Regions from separate parts of the Zea mays genome. Here region 2 is linked to region 1. Evidence: chromatin contacts called from public Hi-C data. All regions are on one chromosome and are shown on one strand. Each heading gives the region's core, a stretch centred on a gene start, on an enhancer-like site or on the middle of the called end of the contact. The rest is flanking DNA. Distances are from core to core; before and after follow the strand shown. Region 1 holds the start of LOC100191347 (carboxy-lyase). Region 2 holds the start of LOC100192572.

Region 1 (3,509 bases), core at 622-3,121:
GTGTCTAGTATTGTTCACTCATCAGATGCAAGCCCAGCATCACGAAAGGAGCCAAATATGCATTCCAAAGACAGCACAGCATCAGAAATCAAACGCATGCAAAGTCTCCAGGACGTAGTAGTAGAAGAGACAGGCTCACCTCTCTGGGCATCAAGGACCTCGGTATGACCCTGCAGTCAAGGAAAGAGGCGAAACAGAAAGGCACGTCAGTTTGTTTCTAGCACGAAGCAGTCCAGCGGGTAGAAGCACCAGACCATGGCCGTTCCCGTTGCAGGAAAACTGGGAAGCCAGGGCTTAGCAGCTCAGGCTAGCTAGGCACGCCACTGCAAGAGAGACTCAGAGAGAGAAGCAGACTAGCCTAGGAAGAGAGCACCCCCCTCGTACATTGCAACTCGCAATTAGAGCAGGCAGCCGAGTGGCCTTTTGAAAAACCAGGCCAAAAAGGCACTTCCATTCTACCCCTGTGATGAAGCCGAACCCAGTTGCATTCAAAATGGCTCCTGCTGAAATGATGCAGCAAGAGACTCACGTCTCAAAGGCATACCCAGGGGGGGGCAGAGCCACGGCTGTGGCGATCAAAAGCTACCATTTTGGCGCAGGAAGGCACAGCAAGCATGCACTCACAGCAGCAGCCAGCCATGACCCAGGACCAGGAGCGCCTTCTCATCAAGGAGAGCGAGCGTCTGGTACGACGCACACAGCAGCACAACTTGTCTAGACTCTAGAGAGGAGGGAAGGAAGGGTTATTAGGACTTAGGATGCTCACCCAATCACATGGCGACCTCCATCATGAACTGCATGAGAGACCAGCCCCATGAGGCCGATGGAACCTCCCCCGTAGACCAGGTCGATGCCCCTCTCCACCTGGCACACCAGGAAATCGAGCAATTCACTCGTCAATAGCAACAGCACGTAGAAATGCAGAAAAGAAGAAAAAAAAAAGAACAGCATGCGATATTTTTTCTACAGAATTGGGGTTTTGCTGCGCCAAGCAAGGAAGCAAAGATTGTTCATCCGCGGAGGCAAATGAGGTCACCGGCTCACGGTGACGGCGCGGCAGCACCATCCATTCCATTATAGTATGGGAGATGACCATCCAACTACGACACCACCGCCCTCCAAAACGGCAAAGACTCGCGGCGCCTTTCGGCTCCCCCCGACGGCGAGCAGCCGAGCTGAGGTTCGCCGCGCAGAGCGGGTGCATGATCACCCAAGGACGCGCGGCGTGCGCCACGGCCGCAAAGGCGCAGTCGGGTGGAGCGAGGCAAGCAAGATGGCAGCAACAGAGGCGCGCGGGATTTTGATGTGGTGCTGCCTGCCTGGGAGCTGGGAGACCAGACCGCGCGGCGGCGATTCACCCCCGAAAAGATTGGATTTTTTTGTTTGTTTGTTGGACCGTGAAGGCGGGATTTTTTAGGTGAGGCCGTGAGGGAGAAGGGTCCCGTGGCGTACCAACTCCTTGCCGAGCTCGACGGCGGCGTCCTGGTAGCTGGGCTTCCGGCCCTTGGCGCTGCCGCAGTACACGCAGATGCGATGGAACCGGGAACGCCTCTCGCCGCCGCCGACGCCGCCGCCGTTCAGCCCCACCTGCGCGCCCGCCGCGACCCCGGCCGCTCCGCCTCCGCCGGTCTTCTCGGCCACAGCCGCGTCCATTGCCATCGCGCGCGGCGGGTGCTTGTTTAGCTGCCGATCGATGCGAGTCCGACGAGGTGGTGGCACCGGGGAAGGAGGCCGCGCGGTTCTTTTGGGTAGGTGGGCGCGTGGGTGTAGCCGAGCGGGAGGGAGGGTAGGCAACTGTACACAGGGAAATTTCGAGTGTTCCGACGACTGGGATTGCAACAAAGGCTTCTTCGGTTGCTGCTGCTGCTGCCGCCTCGGCCTGAGCTTGAGGCGGATGGCGTTGGAGAACGCGTCAATTTATAGTGAGCTTGGGAGGTTGAACGGGTGGGGCCCCCCTTGGCTGGATTAGTGGGTCCAACAATTTGCTGGGACTGCCTGGGTCCACCTGTGGTAGTAGGTGCTTTCTCGCCTTTTCGTTTTTGTTTTCTACTGCTCTTTCTTCTTTTCCAGAGACACAGGACAGAGGAGGATGGTTTCTACTTTCTGCTGGTGCTAATATCCGCGTTTGTTTTTCTCTTGCGATTTACCCTTTTCTTTCGAGGAGGCCCTGTCTTTATACCTACGTGAACTTTGTTGGAAGAGCTGATGGTGTGTCAACTTGTAATTTCCGCGCGTGCTATTTTTTCTGAACAACTGTTTGAAATATATTATATTATTTAAAATTTATCTCAAAATACAAAGGATTGTTTTTGGCCATTTATTCAGTAGTACTATCGACGCGGACGAGGATGAGCACTGGTGTCACAAGCAGTAGCTCTTTGGCGTCGAGACCTCCAAGTTGTCGTCTTACATGGCAGGGCTGGACACTGTGTAGCTAGTGGAGGAGTTGTGTTCCCGTATCTCATCAGTCAGTAGCGGAGGAGGTGAACGAGGCGATGGCGAAGTGGAGAGGGCAACAGCGTAGGCGTGTGGAGGCAAGGAGGCCACCGACTCGGTGAGTAGGGGGCAGAAGCACAACGAAGAGAGACGGAGGCGGCAGCGAACGAGGATCCAACGCGGGGGGGGGGGGGGGGGGGGGCTGGGCAGTGGGGGCGGAGTGCGTTGTTGTAGGCTATTGTGGCACGTGGATAGTGGGTTGTTGTAGTTTTGTAGGCTGTTGCAGCGAGGGGAGGGGGAAGGCTAGAGGGGCGACGCACGAAAAGGGGTGTGCACGAAACTGGTGCATTATAATAATAGTGATGCCCCGAAAGTTTACAGCATAAATTATTAGTTTATTTACCACAAAATTTACAAGTTATCCATAAAGTGAGGGTATCCTTGTGGCGGGACCTTATTGCCCTTGATTAAGGGCAAGGCCAGGGAGTTGCCCGACGTCGTGGATGATAGGTGCCCGTGCGTCTTGACGTGGAGGCACCTATGGTTGCTACCACTATTGAGAGTGTCACCAAGTCCTTGTAGAGGAGGGTTAGAGCCTAGCCCCATTAGATGTCGAGAGGCTAGGACACCACATATGTAACTATTTTGGTCACTTCAAACGTGAGATTAATGAATATCGTGGATTGGTGGGGCTACGGTTTCATAGGCAACAAGTGTTGGCCTATGCCCACCTCTAGCCCCCTCTTTTATATTGCGATTGGTGACTCAACCAAATGTTTAAGAGGCGCTCCCGATTAGGACGCTAGTCAGTTAGGATGCCCTTTTCCTCTCTCGAAGGAGGACACCCTAACAGTGCCATTGTCCCACCATTGTCCTGTCTGACTAACGTCTCTCTTAGAAGCAGTATGTTTTATAAGATCACTTGCATATAGAAGCAGTGTCTTGTATCTTGTTTAAGCCATCATCTAAGCCCAACATAGATGTCACCAGATAGCCTGGATTTGTAACGTCATCACTGACACTAATAGTAGCCCCGGCCTACGTGTTGCACGACACGGCAAATGTTCCTCCAG
Region 2 (3,561 bases), core at 472-2,971, 280 kb after region 1:
CACGCCATGCCACACATGCAGCGCAAGCACGACACGGCTGGCATACCGGGCCAGTACGAGCCTGTTAGTCACCATGCCGGCCCCGGTGCGTGGCGGGCTAAATCTGTGCTGGGCTTCGGATCGCCCGGCTGGCCCACACGTATAACCCGACCCTCGACGGCTCGACCGACCGACTAGCGGACGGAAGAGAAAAGGCAAGAACGAGGGCAGTGGACAGGAGACAGGGTAGGGTATACGCACTAAGGCGTGGCACTCGCCGGCCTGGAAGAAGAGCTTCTACTGGGCCATGGTCTGTGTGTAGAGCTAGGAGAAGGAATTGGCGGCGCTGCAGAAGGTGGAGTAGAGCGTGCGATCGGCCTCGTCTAGCCGCGGCGTCCGCCTTCCTCTTCCTCTTCCGGACCATCGCCGCACTAATCGAGGAGAGGAAGAAAGTAGAAAGGGTCTGCGATGTGGATTGCTTCCTCTGTTTTGTGTCATGGTTTTAGTTCACGCAAGGAGTTTTTTGCTATTATAGTACTTGTTTTAATAGGCTTCTCACTTATGGTACTTTTAAAATAACATTCTCTATAATAGTATTTATAGTTAAAATTACTCTTCAAAATAGTATTCTAACCTTTTTTTAATATTTCTTTTTTCCTTTCATTTTTCATCGTCTTCTAAACTCCCTCGTAATGCCCCTGGTTTAATTTCTCCATTCATTGCCGAAGAACAAATCTTGAGCATCGTATATGCTGTGTTTGGCTGAACGACGTCGCCTGCCTTCATCCAACAAACTGGTTGGTGCATAGGCATTCCAGGCAAGAATACTATTTTCCTGCGCCTGTATAGTGGGTTGCCAGCTTCGTCAACAAACTGTTTCAGATTTAAATGACCTAGACCTTTTTGAACACTAACCATCTCTCATGCAAGGGCTATTTTTCTGAGCCTGTTTTGCTGAACGTGCATGTCGGCTATTCGATCACCACCCAGTCACTGGTGTACTAAAATCAAAGTCTGGTTGTTGCATAGGCATGAGGCCAATTAGAAGGCTTCTCAGGTTGTTTGTAGTTCTGGAGCAGCACAATTATTAGGTTGCTTGCAGCTCATAAACAGGTTGTTGGATAATAGTTTCCATCTAGTCACAATTGTGATAGTGCTTGGCATCATGTTGCGGCGCTGGAGAAAGAATCAGGTTGTGGCACTGCTGCTGAATTGTGATAGTGCTTTGCATCCTCACTAAAACGTGAGCCGAATACTAGAGAAAGTGTATGCAGCGGCGCCGAACGATGAGAAATTAAATCAGAGGCATTATGGGGAGTTTATATGATGACGAAAAATGAAAGGAAAAAGAAATATTAAAAAAAAAGTTGGAATACTATTTTGGAGAGTAATATCACTTATAAATACTATTATAGATGAAGATTATTTTAAAAATACCATAAAGAAGAAGCCTATTAAAACAGGTACTACAGTAGAAAAAAAACTCCGACCGGACGACGGAGAGAAAGGCGGACCAAACAGACCAAATAGACGGAGTCATTTCCACACTTGTGTGCAGACGTCACTATGGGGCTGTAGCCGAGAAGAGAGAGACACGGCCCAACAGGCATAACAGACCGGACCATTTCCAGCCCTCACATGGGCCAAGCTGCAGCCGACAACATACCAGATTTAATATGGGCCTACAACAGCAGAAGACCGGCCCCAGAAATAGTGAAATACTACTGCTAGGAAATCGGGACATGATGATTGTTTGTTTTCTAAGCTCGTTCGCCCTCTCTCTTCTCTCCGTCCAACGACGGCGCGATTCAGATCCAGGCATACAGGCCATCCTTCCGCCGCCGCGGACTGCACCTAATCTTCCTTCTCCAGCAGCCGGGCGTTCCCGTCGTCCTCGATCGTCCCCTGGACTGGATCGCAACGGAGATCCAGCTGGACCTGCGGTGGTCCCTTCCTTTTCTCGGTAGGCCGCCTTGAATGAATTCCTCGTTTTCTGTAATGCATATTCTTTGCTTACTATGAATCCTCAAATCCGAATCTTTTATGTGGTGGATGTGATGGATTGTTTCCTTTGCAAGATAGCATAATGAGCTCGCCAGTGGAGAGGTGATTCGTCAGGCTGGTATCAAGTTCCTAGTCCATGGTGCCTGGATGAGCAGTAGAGATGCTACTGGCCGTGGAAGGAGGAGGGTTCTTCTCGTCTTCAGCTACAGGTTACAGCCATGGCCTCGCCCTCTTGCTGCTCGGACGCAAAGCTGAGGAGAAGCCCGTAAAGGTCTCGCCGTGGAACCAGTACCGGCTAGTCGACCGGGAGACCGAGCAGGTGTACCACCTGCCCTCCGCCAAGGACCAGGCTCCTGGGAAATGTGCTCCCTTTGTCTGCTTCGGATGCACGGCTAATGGCCTCGAGGTGGCGTCTCCTCCAAAAGCGACCTCCAGCAATGCGCTTGGTACCGGTACCTCACAGGAAGAAGCATCTTGTTCAGCAAACAAGACGTTGACCACTAGTGGTTCCATCAGTGGCAGTGAGAGACGAGGCTGTCTTAAGAGCAACTCCAAAAGGGATTCTTTGGAGCACCGTATAGTGGTGAGCGAGGGTGAAGAACCGCGTGAGTCTTTGGAAGAGGTGCAAACCCTGAGATCTAGCATGGAACGGAGGAAAGTTCAGTGGACAGATACATGTGGAAAGGATCTTTTTGAGATAAGGGAGTTTGAAACAAGGTATGATCCAAAAATCCTATCTTTCCTTGCATGCCATTGTGGCCTGGAAATATATTGTGTTTGTGGTTACTAAGTCTGAACACCCTATTGTCAATTGTCATACATGAATGAATGCACATTTCTAACTTCTTCTATTAATGAATCCAAAATCCAAAATAAATGTGCACAACATTATCTCAATTTTTTGTCATGGTTATTTTTGTGCTATTAGGTAACCATCTTGTGAGGTAACTTATCTTCAAGTTTTCAAGTAACAAAGATACCACAAAGTTCGAGCCATCTTAATGAGTAGTCTCCAACCAAAAGGTTAAAACTTAATGCCTTCTTCCTCATAGTCAAATCTCCTCTAAATCCCTATGCACATACTTTTAGATGTAAAGACAATTCCAGATACTAAAAATGTAACATATGCTTACCAAAATGTTCTATATTGTGAACATGCGCAAGTGCATGGAGTTTGCACTAGTTTATAGCTCATTGAAGAAGCAGTGCACCTGCACCATTAAAGGGGTGTTTGGTTTCTAGGGACTAATGTTTAGTCCCTGGATTTTATTCCATTTTAGTTCCAAAATTACCAAATATAGAAACTAAAACTTTATTTTAGTTTCTATATTTAGCGATTTATACACTAAAAAGGAATAAAATGAAGGGACTAAACATTAGTCCCTGGAAACCAAACACCCCCTAAATGATGCAAATATGTGTGTGGTCTGGCTTGCTGCAGAATCCTCATTACTACTAAAGGCCCCGCAGAGCTTCGGGCAGCTCTAGCTCCAGTTCTTCCATGCAGTATAGGGACAAGCCGCTTTTAGCTCTCCTATCAAAATGAATAGAAGCTGGTGAAGCCATTATTTTTAGCTT

What was found. Hi-C and Micro-C count contacts between places; a contact is called where the count stands out from the background.
Region 2: a contact with region 1 is called in a Hi-C map of ear, with 2.0 times the contacts expected there. The contact joins the promoter of LOC100192572 here to the promoter of LOC100191347 in region 1. A contact is called at or near these places in 2 of 25 Hi-C or Micro-C datasets (ear and tassel).

What each region holds. Positions count from the first base shown.
Region 1 is chr8:143,937,975-143,941,483 of Zm-B73-REFERENCE-NAM-5.0, forward strand. It overlaps LOC100191347 (carboxy-lyase), which reads right to left and starts at 1,872. Exons shown (of 7, transcript NM_001136781.2): 1 at 1,453-1,872; 2 at 767-864; 3 at 140-170. The coding sequence starts at 1,659.
Region 2 is chr8:144,215,670-144,219,230 of Zm-B73-REFERENCE-NAM-5.0, forward strand. LOC100192572 reads left to right here and starts at 1,722. Exons shown (of 3, transcript NM_001137787.1): 1 at 1,722-1,942; 2 at 2,062-2,700. The coding sequence starts at 2,144.